2 separate regions of the Triticum aestivum genome follow, and region 1 is linked to region 2. The links are chromatin contacts, called in public Hi-C maps. All regions are on one chromosome and are shown on one strand. Each heading gives the region's core, a stretch centred on a gene start, on an enhancer-like site or on the middle of the called end of the contact. The rest is flanking DNA. Distances are from core to core; before and after follow the strand shown. Region 1 holds the start of LOC123137433 (acetolactate synthase small subunit 2, chloroplastic). Region 2 holds the start of LOC123137432 (integrin-linked protein kinase 1).

Region 1 (5,453 bases), core at 379-2,878, 140 kb after region 2:
TCATTTGATGTATCAGAATTGTCGCCTTGATGTTTTGAACATACAGACAGGTCGTCCTACGAATCTCACCTGTCCATGCCGGATTTCTAAAACCGGTGAACACATAATAATCAAAGAATGGAAAAAATGTATGGACAGTCGTAAGGAGGTTCTTGGAAGCAACATTGTGCAAAAGGAAAGAATTGGAGACAGGATAATCTCCATTCTCCATAATGGAGAGTCAGGGGCTATCTTGTTTTATGCTATTTTACCTAAGATAATATAGTAGGTCCTAAGAGAATGTAGTAGGTTCTATGAGGTGCAATATGTTTATGAGAGTTGATGATGAGGACTAGTTGTGATTATGTCTAGTGACCAACTTGTATGTGATGTCTCATTGATGAAAATGATGATCATGAGGAGGTGTTATATGACAATGATGTATTATCATGATAAGTTGTTAATGATATGATGATGATGATGATGATATTTATTATATCATTGGGTGAAAGAACCGCGCATTAGTTTCAAGTGGATGTCCATCCACTTGAAACTAGTCCACGGTTCTTTCTCGCAGTGATGTAATAACTCATTATGATGTAAAAACATTCTCTAAATTGCTGCAGTATGAGAACTTGTATAAAGGTGTATGAATACAACACAAAATAAAAAAGAAATACGAAATAATAGTAGTAACGCGTGATGGGAGAGGTGCTACTACTAATTACCAGTAGCGCTCCTAGTGGAAAGCGCTGCTACTAAGTCGATATAGCAGTAGTGTGGTCCGACACACGCTACTGCTAACTTTTAGTTGTAGCGCCTTACTAGTAGCGCTGTTCCCCGCGCTACTGATATGCTTTAAACACACGCTACTGCTAGGGTTTTCCCTAGTAGTGGGCGGGAGGCGGCGGCGTAGTAGTGCTAGGCGTAGTTATTTTTTTTAATTTGTGTTTTTTTTGTACAAATATGAATAAAATCGCCTAGTTTGAACGAATTTGTGTTGTGTTTGGCCGATTTTCTTTTTCAAAAAACGGCGTCTGGGGCTGTGGCTGGAAAACCGATTGCCCGCACCGAATTTATCGCCGATTTCCCCCAGGCGGCGCTATTTCAAGCCTCTGGGGGCGAACAGCTGGAGATGCTCTAACAAAACAGCCCCGGACAGAAAAAAAAACACAGCCACGTTGCACAGTGTAGTACACGACAATCAGCAAAAGCTAACACGCGGGAACAACTTTCGGCTGTTGCGCTGCCTTTATGCTTCGTCTGGGCAATGCTCTGCGCGGCCTGCCGTGGCCAGAAACGACGAAGTGGCATGCCACGACGGGACACGTATGGTGCGTTGTGGGCGTGTGTGTATCTTTTTTGCGCAAAGATGGCTTTGCGCCTTTGCCACGATTTGACAACTGCGGATTCGCCTCGTTTTGTAGTAGCAGCACTTTCACATGCAACTCGTAGCACCCGAGAGAGAGAGAGAGAGAGGATATACCGAATTTGGTGGGTGGCCCCAGCGCACCCGGCCCAACTGAAAACGTGGCCACCCGTGACACATCTCGCGTATCGTATCACACTGTCTGGCACGCGCGGCTGGGGGCAGCTTCGTAATTCCCCCCCGCATAAACCCTACTTTGCTGTTAAACCAACACACTGTCCTGTCCCGTCCATCACTTCCCGATAGCCAGCCACCAACTTCGCCCTCGACCACCATCCATGTCCGTCGCCACCGCCCACCACCTCCGCCCGTCGCCACCGGCGGCCCGCGACCGCCTCCCCGGATGCGCCGCGCGCGCCTCCTTCCGGCCCCTGCGCCGCCGCGGAGTCGCCGCGGGGGCGACCGCCGCCGTGTCGGCGGTCGCCGCGACCGCCAAGAGGGATCCGTAAGCGCCTCTCCCCTCCGCAATGCGGTCTCCGTTTCTGATACTTCGCGCATGAATCCCGTCTTGCCGCGCCCGGTGTCCCCCGCTGCGCGCGTTACTCGTTTGAGCTGACTTTTGATGGGAGTTGCTAGCCGGGATTGCAGGGTGCGGCGCCACACGATTTCCGTGTTCGTCGGGGACGAGAGCGGCATGATAAACAGGATTGCCGGGGTGTTCGCAAGGAGAGGCTACAACATCGAGTCACTCGCCGTGGGGCTCAACAAGGACAAGGCCCTCTTCACCATCGTCGTCTCAGGGACGGATAGGGTGCTCAAGCAAGTCATTGAGCAGCTCAATAAGCTCGTCAACGTCTTGAATGTCAGTCTGCCGTTCCACATTTTGCACCACTTTATTACTCCGTATATGGTTAGGAGGAGTAAATCATTCGGCTTTCATGCCACTTGGTTTCAACAGACTTCAGAAGATTTCACCGGCTTCAAAATTTTCTGTCAGCTCTAGCAATATACTACAGTATAAAGTGCTAATTTGGTCATAAACACCTTAGCCGTATTCTGCGGTAATACTCAATTCCATTATAATCACAGCTTCAATAGTCATTTCGACGTCAGAAAAAAGCTCTTTTTGTGACATTAGTCTTTAAACGTCTAACAAAAAAAACTCGACTGGTGGGGCTTTGCACTAAGAAGAATCTCTTCCTGGCCCGGTCAAGAAAAGGCCCTGAAGGCCGTCTGCCTGGACGCGCCACATGTGGGCCCTTAAACGTGTAATCAGTTGATAATTTTGCAACAAAAAGTGTAAGTTGAGAAATTTACTCTTATGTCTATACAGATGTGTCCTGGTTGTGTAGTGTGTTGTAAATTTTGTTTGTATGTAAGGAAATACAGTTACTTTGATCACTGCTGTACCTTGTCTTCAGTGATGTCGAGCATATATTCACATGGTAATAATCCAAGTAAGAAGCAGTTTGTATGTTTGGTAAAAATCACTGTGTTGCATGGAATCAGGAGTATTAAGTTGTTTCCATATAACCTTATCATAATTGTTATACTGAAGATGCTTAAAAAGAACGGACTCACAGATGGATTTTTTTTCCTGCCATTGTGCACATACAGCATATCCAAAGAAAACAGCTATTTTAACGAATCTAAGCTTATTTCATATCACCTTGCATAATTGTCTGTTGTCTGCTTATCGTTCCTACCATCTAGATGAATTAAATAGTGTGATGTGATGTTTTCCTTTTTATCCCAAGCATTGGTATGTTCCTGGTTTGCAGATTTCTTTTCTTATTGCATGTTGTTCTGTGATCATATAAATGTTTGTTAATATATATTGTATTTGAATCCAATAAATTGCAGGTTGAGGATCTATCTAAGGAGCCTCAGGTTGAAAGAGAGCTCATGCTTATAAAACTCAGTGTTGAACCAGATCAACGTGCTGATGTAAGATATGCTGTTGACTTGTATCTGCATAGTCACTGAATTAGTATATTGGTACTTCCATACACAGTTGCAACGATACTCTTAATGTGCTGTTTCTTCTCATGGTTGATAGGTCATGTTTGTAGCTAATGTTTTCAGAGCGAAAGTTGTTGATATTTCTGAGAACAGCCTAACTCTGGAGGTAAAAACTCTTGATCTCCAACAGTTCTGCATATAGTATATGTGTTCCTTGTTTTATGCCGGGTGAAGCCTTTGATACTTATTTGATCAATGCTGTAGGTAACTGGAGATCCTGGGAAAATCGTTGCGGCACAAAGGAACCTAAGCAAATTTGGGATCGAAGAAATTTGTCGAACGGGAAAAGTATTTTCTGAATCATTTGCTGCCTACATGCATGGGCATATTTTTCTGAATCATTTGCTGCCTACTTCCACGGGCATATTTTCTTCATTAACTAATTCTTATCTCCCAACGTTCTTAGATTGCTTTGAGGCGTGAAAAGATCGGAGCAACTGCTCGTTTCTGGGGGTTTTCTGCTGCTTCTTACCCAGACCTTGTAGAAGCATCGCGCAAAAATCCTCTTACCTCTGTGAATAAGACGGTTAATGGCAGTTTTGATCAACCATCCAGTGCCGGGGTATGTTTCTATGCTTATAAGAGTAACTCAATGTTTGTTGCCTATTTCTTCTTGTTCTTCTTGTCCTGTTACAACTGTTGTAAAAGGTGGCGTCTAGGCTTTAGGAGTACCTTTTAGGACACTGCTGTTTGCAGATTAAATACTTGGTAACCTATGCTTGAGAGATGCCTCTTGTGTGTGGATAATGCAAGAAAGATTTTGAGGTGCAAGAAAAGAAAGATCTTGCGAACTGGTATATCTTAATAGTTATTTAATGCAAACAAATGCAACTAAACTTCTTTGCCACCAGTAGAAATCCCAGTGCAGCCATCGTTCCATAAGTGATTCTTTTTAGAGAAAAATTAGTTTGTATACCCGGTTATAGGAAATAAAAAAATAGAAAGAAAAGTAGAGTTCATACAGTGAAACTGGGGAGACCTGCATTCATATAAAACTGAAGACCACACTCAGACTTTTAAATGTGCAACCGAAGTAACATAACCGAGTAGAATATTTCCAGACTTCCAGTAAACATATGAGATACATTATTACAGTATGTATGTCTATTGCTACTGATTCTTATAACATGTGGTTGTTTTGACTTTGAACTGTGCGTGCAGGGTGATGTTTATCCTGTGGAACCTTATGAGAGCTTGTCCATGAACCAAGTACTTGATGCCCATTGGGGTGTTCTTGATGATGAAGATGTAAGTTCAAAGAATTCCAGTTTTGCAAAAGAAACATCATTTGTTTTTTAATTAAATTGACCTATAGACTGCATGCACTGTTTATTCAAAGCTGGATCTAATTCTATTTTGACTGCAGTGTGTTCTCATTTTGCATCTTCATTCATTTTGCAAACAGTCAAATATAAATGAAGGCCTCTGTAGCTTTAAGCATCACAGTGCCTAATCGACATGATAATATGTGCTGTAGCAATGGTGCAGCTTCTAAGCTAATGATGACTTTGTTTGGTACAGTCAAGCGGGCTTCGCTCACATACTCTCTCCATCCTTGTGAATGATTGTCCTGGTGTCCTCAACATTATAACAGGGGTCTTTGCTCGCAGGGGATACAGTATACAGGTTTGTCAAAATTCTGTTTATTATTGTTGTGTATGGGCCAGGCTTGTTATCAATGAGACCGTACTACTGCCCAGAGCCTTGCTGTTGGCCCAGCTGAAAAGGAAGGCATTTCACGTATTACAACAGTTGTTCCTGGAACTGATGAATCCATTGGGAAGTTAGTGCAGCAGCTTTACAAGCTTATCGATGTACATAAGGTAAATGACGTGCAATTTGTTAGATCAATCATTTGTGCTAGCAAATACTTCGGGCTAAAGCCAAACATGTGACCATCCCAGGTTGATGACTTAACTGACTTACCTTTTGCCGAAAGAGAACTGATGGTTATCAAAGTATCTGGAAACACAGCTGCTCGGAGGGAGATACTAGATATTGGTAATATCTTCCGGGCAGAATGTGTGGATCTTTCTGATCACACAGTTACGCTACAGGTGAGCTTCTTTCATAGTTAGGTATC
Region 2 (5,708 bases), core at 2,671-5,170:
GAACAAATCATCTTGGCCGCTTCCTCTTGAGGCTTTGGGTGAAATGCAGGAGATCCTTCAATCATCTGAACAATAAATATAAGATAATGTACACGTGCGACGCCTAGCTAAAAATATGCGCTCATTTGAATTACGTACTGGCGACAGCTGCAACAAACAGTTAGTGTGAATTCATTGGCGCTTCCAAATTAAGAAGTTTGACAGATTACATACCTCGTAAAGAATGAGACCGAACGCAAATGTATCCACACTTCTGTCAAATGCTTCGTTTCTGTACATTTCAGGAGCAATGTATACACCTACGCACATGAACATATTTAATAGGAGTAGTTATAAGTCATAACTGTGGCACTAGTACTAATTTGAGATGGTCACTGGTATAGAACCATTACATAGAAAGAATGTACGATGCAGCATGCTGTCATTAAATAGGTAAATATAACGTACTGTCAAAATTTGACACTGGCTGAACCATCTGTAGTTTATCTTGGGAGACTTTTGTCAGATCAAGTGATCCAAAGCCTGCCACCTTAAGTTTTCCTTCATCATCCCGCACAATGTTTCTGAAACCTTACAAAAGTATCATAACGTACAGTCCACATAGAATAAACCACTTGAATTTAGTACAGTGCACTGGTTTAGTGACGAAATATATTTGGATGAGCTTACTTTGGTGACAGATCACCGTGGATGATTGGCTCTGGCTTGCACTCGTGAAGATAATTTAGTCCCCTAAATAAGAAGAAGGAATTAATGCAGAATTTTTTTTCCTCTGTTCTGGCGGTAGAAGAACAGAATACAAAAACTAGCCCATGAACTTCATAAATCATTTGTGATTTCATTTTGTTTCATTGAAATAACACATAACTGAAAATTGAAAACCATTTCATTTAGATGACTCAAATTAATTTTCTTGTTTTTCCTGTCTAAAAATAAAGAAAATAAACTTATTGTCACGTGACTACAAAATGATGCACTGACACGAGCAGTTCCAGTCAACAATTCAAATGGTAGATACAGCTTTGAAGGAAAACAAGATACATATGTCATGAATCCTAACATACCTTGCAATGTCAAGGGCAAACCTGATCGCTTTATAAGATTGCACGCGACCTTTTGTCTCAAGATAGCTCGCTAGATCACCCTAATGAGGGAACACAAATCCAGTCATCGATGATAGAAGAGTAATATTGTTAGGTAAATCCAATAGGATTACTTTCTACTGTTCTAATAACAAAAAAAATATTGTTCAGGTGACTTAAGTGCATAGTACTCCATAAATTTATGTGAAGAAACCCTGCTAGTTGGAGGATTGCTTTTTCGAAATGATCAAAAGTGAATACATGCATTTGTTCTGTTGAATCAAGCACAACTACTCACTTTTTGGTGGTATTCTGAAACAATCATCAGTGGTACATTTTGTGTAACAGCTCCCACAAATTGGACCAAATTGGGATGCCGCGCTTTCTCCAGTAAAGTAAGCTCGTGTTTGAATGCCTCTCTGAGTTGATATGACGACAGAACTTAGCAGTATTGAATGACACATGATAAGCATAGCCCAAATCAAAATAAAAAGTTCATGACTATGAACTGAAAAAAGCTGTTTAGACTGAAACTGTATTAAGTTAGTTTGTCAAACTAATTACATGATAATAAATACTGTGATAACTCCATAAGGGAACCCCAGCTCGGTGCACCCACGCTACACCCAGGCAAGAAAACATAGCAAAACATTTCGAAAATATCTGAAACTTTGTGGAAATGATTATGAACAAATATTATAGATGCTTGCAAAGTTTGGTGGTCAAATGACATCCGAGGAGGTGTGTACAAAAAAACAAAACTAGAAATTTTGCTCAAATAGTGCACGTACATTTTGAGTAATTTTTTTTGTACAGAGCTCCTCGAATATCATTTGACCACCAAACTTTGCAAGCACCTATAACATTTGTTCATAATCCTTCCCACAAAGTTTCAGATATTTTCGAAATGTTTTGTTATGTTTTCTTGCCTGGGTGTAGCGTGAGTGCACGAAGCTGGGGTGTAGTAATAATATTTTTCCTGTAACTTGTTTATAAAAAGAGAAATTATTATTCAAGTTCAATGAACAGAGAGGATGCCAAGGTGAGTTGTAGGATTGTCTGGCACAATATCTCAACAAACTATACTACTATTGAGCGTTATATGATTATAATAGACCCAATTCATCATGATAATTGTCTTAGATACAGTACTAAACTTCAGTGTGCAACTTCATGGTTATCAAATAAAAAAGGTTGTAAAAGTTCAAGGAGGCAGCTCATACATGCTATCTCCGTCTGAGAAGCTATCTTTGTCAAGTATCTTCACGAAAACTTTGGAGCCATACCATTTGGCTACATAGTAACCCTGTACAAATTGTATGACAGGTAAGGCGGTCATAGTTATGTCAAACCAATCAAATCAGCAAATGCAAATTTAGATAAACCTACAGTAGAAGATATGATTTTCTTGTTTTTGAGTACTAATAGTAGGGCTTAAATTATCATGGAAATCGACATAAGAATCATGTTTTCAACCTTAACACTTTTAAGCATCAATAAGTCCACTGTGCAAAGAATTGTTAGCACTCTTATCCAAGGAACTCAAATACATGAAGAAAGACACCGTGCAAAAAGAGAAAACAAAAGGAGGGAGTTTATTGAGACATGCCTTTGTAACCTCCTCTCCTCTTCGGAACTCGAGTTCAAGAGGGTTCAGTTCATACTCTGGAACTTCTTTGGGATTTGACACAGTCATTGGAGTCTTTTTGGTTTTCTGGTAGAGGAGAATAACAAATATATAGAAATTATTTTCCATATCATAGCAATAGCAAGAGTTAAGAAGAGTTCCGGGAATTTTGAATTACGAAAATAAGAAATGCATTACCGGAAGTTTTGCTCCTCTTGCTCTGAGAAGGTTGTACACTTCAAAGTGCCCGTAATGTTTAGCATCCGCTGCTGGCTGAAAATTGGATGCATAGAAATACAAGCTGAAATCAGGTTCGGCTAGATAAGTAGTCGCACGTGCCATGCGCCTATATTATCGCTATTTCCGAATGCATCAGGTTGGTCATTGCCCCAATGTGGCAGACCCTGTACTCTTAGTACGATGTAATTGCACAAAGGAAATGACCAGAGGTGCTTGTGATAGGAAGTATGCAAAGTGCGGGACGTAGCGAAATTCAGGTGACGCATAGCAGGGTGGCGAGAGAAGAAAGTTGGGCGAAGGGCGCACCGTGCTGCCCCATCGGTCGCGGGCGTTGATGTTGGCCTTCCAGCCGAGCAGCAGGCGCACCACCTCCCCCCGGCCCTCGCAGGCGGTGATGTGCAGCGCCGTGCGGCCGTCGAAGTCAATGCTGTCGACGTCCACCCCTTCCCTGAGCAGCTCCTCCACGCCGGCCGCGTCCCCCTGGCACGCCGCGTACAGCAGCCGCATGGTGGCGTCCAGGTTCTCCGGCATGGCCAGCACCGCCCCGTCATCGGGCGCCGGCGTCGGGTCGAGCGACGACTGCCTCGCTAGGCCGAACCTGGTCGGCCCCGCCGCCGCCACGGCCCCCGTCGCCGCGGCCGCCCCACGCCGCGGGGTGTGCGGCTCCAGCGACAGCTGGCGCCACACCCGCGCCGCCCCCGACGACAGCTGCCGCGAGAAGCTCCGCGTCAGCTTCGCCGCCGCGGCCATCGCCTCCGCCTCCTGCGTCCAACCACCAGGCGCGGCGCGAGATCGAGGCACAGCGAGAATCCGCGCCCGGTTTTTGGTGCGTGGGATCTCGCGCGGAGGTGGGTGCTTCTGGGGATTGGAGACGAATGATGATTGGGCGTGGGCGTAATAAAAATCGGGCGGAGACTCGAGATGGTGACCAGTGGCAGCGGAGCGGGAGTTGTTGGTATCAGCGTAGTGGGAAGCAGAGCAAGGGAGGGGAGGGAGCCGATCGACAGGGAATAACCGCCGGTGAGGGGGGAGCATCGCGGGTACAGCTCGGACTCGATCTGAGTTCAAAAGGTTAAGAGTCACTGACTGCCGGGGGCGGGCAGCTGTGGGGTCAGTGTGTCGGTGGGCAGTGGTGCGGGAGTCCAAGGGGTTTTGCGTGCTTTTGTCGCTTCATGGGAACACTTGCCGACGACTTTCTGTTTTTTTCCCCTTCCTACAAGTCGGAATTATTCGCCTTCGTCTAGCTGAATATCTAGCGGGCGGGCTGCGAAGACTTGTTGCCAGTTGAATTTTCCTTTGGTCTGCCAGTCCATAGGCTGCTAATTTTTTTTTTTTTTGGCTGCTAAATATAGTCTTGTTTACTTTGGGGCACTGAATGCAAGTCCATTAGTCCACATTTGATGCAGTAATTCATATTAGTAGTTGAGTTATTATAGTACTACTCCCTCTATGGCTCTATAATAAAGAAACATAAGAACGTTACTGATTCTTGTTGTCCCTATATATCTGTAATGATCGCTCTGGCTCTGGGTGTATGATCTTCGGGATGGAAAATAGTGGATCGCTTGTAAAATGGACCAGCTTCGTATCACCGAATCTTCTCCGTTCTTATTTTTACCTGTTGTGTCATTTTCTAGGAGGAATACAATGCTTTTCCGTTCTTTCCAATGACAAACAGGAAAACAATCATTAATTCTAGGAGTATATTTCTTTACGGAGGAAATACTATCCTACTCCCTCCTTCCATCTATATAGGGCCTAATGTGTTTTTCGAGATTAACTTTGACCAAATATTAGAGCAATAATATATGACATGCAACTTACACAAAGCACATCATCAAATTCGTATGTGAAAGGAGCTTTCAATGATATAATTTTCACATTATGCATGTCATGTAGTATTAATTTTATCAACAGTCAAAGGCGGTCTTGAAAAACGCATTAGGCCCTATATAGATGGAAGGAGGGAGTATTGCGGTGTGGTGAAAAAACAGAGGGTTGATCAGAATGCCATAACTTATTAGTACATTTCATGGGTCATATATTAGGTAATATCATCGAAATCTTGTCGCTTAACCTTTAAGCTCCAGTGTCTTCATGGATTGAGCAACACGTTATCTTATTGTTAGTACTTGTAAAAAACTAGAGTCGCTCCGGGCTTTGCCCATGCGTGCAAAGCTTAAAGGTGAGGCAGCACGCAATGCGTGTGGAATCGTGTGCTTCTGCTGCTGATCTGTGATCTCTTTCGGAGATTCTTCATGTTGCTGCTAGCGCCTCAATACAAACAGTGGTCTCCATGTTTGGACGGCGATTGTTGCGAGTGCGTGCTTTTTTTTTTTTTGAGGGAGTGGATCAGTTTGGTTGGTTCATGTCCATTTGGGGGCCTCAGTTTCCGAGAGTGGATCAGACCAGACTTGTTCCCCGCTTAGCTGCTGCTGCTACTAGACTTCAGTCGCACTCATCGCGAAAACCCATAACGGGGCAGACGGATCTTATCTGCGTGGGGAAAAGATAATACTCTTACTAAGAAAAGTCGGTCGACGAGAGAGAGAGAGACAGAGGGAGGGATGCATATACACGATCTATGGTAAGTGGGCGGCTCCGCGGCGAGCGGCAGCTTCCTTGCCATGGCCGTACGTCAACACCGTGTCTGTGTGATTAGTTCGCGTCTCGCGTGCTTGTGGATTTCACGATGGGAAGACGTCGCCGTCTGGACGGATTCCTCCCCGCGGCCATGTCGGACGCGGCCGTCGGCATCG

What was found. Hi-C and Micro-C count contacts between places; a contact is called where the count stands out from the background.
Region 1: a Hi-C map of leaf shows a contact between it and region 2, with 4 times the contacts expected there. The contact joins the promoter of LOC123137433 here to the promoter of LOC123137432 in region 2. A contact is called at or near these places in 2 of 5 Hi-C or Micro-C datasets (both in leaf).

Annotation. Positions count from the first base shown.
Region 1 is chr6B:452,959,675-452,965,127 of IWGSC CS RefSeq v2.1, forward strand. LOC123137433 (acetolactate synthase small subunit 2, chloroplastic) reads left to right here and starts at 1,629. Exons shown (of 12, transcript XM_044557188.1): 1 at 1,629-1,853; 2 at 1,997-2,210; 3 at 3,212-3,295; 4 at 3,408-3,476; 5 at 3,575-3,658; 6 at 3,777-3,932; 7 at 4,532-4,618; 8 at 4,892-4,996; 9 at 5,071-5,193; 10 at 5,275-5,427. The coding sequence starts at 1,687.
Region 2 is chr6B:452,817,872-452,823,579 of IWGSC CS RefSeq v2.1, forward strand. LOC123137432 (integrin-linked protein kinase 1) reads right to left here and starts at 3,921. Exons shown (of 12, transcript XM_044557185.1): 1 at 3,256-3,921; 2 at 2,908-2,982; 3 at 2,692-2,796; 4 at 2,306-2,388; 5 at 1,381-1,501; 6 at 1,065-1,144; 7 at 670-732; 8 at 448-563; 9 at 214-299; 10 at 1-65. The coding sequence starts at 3,699.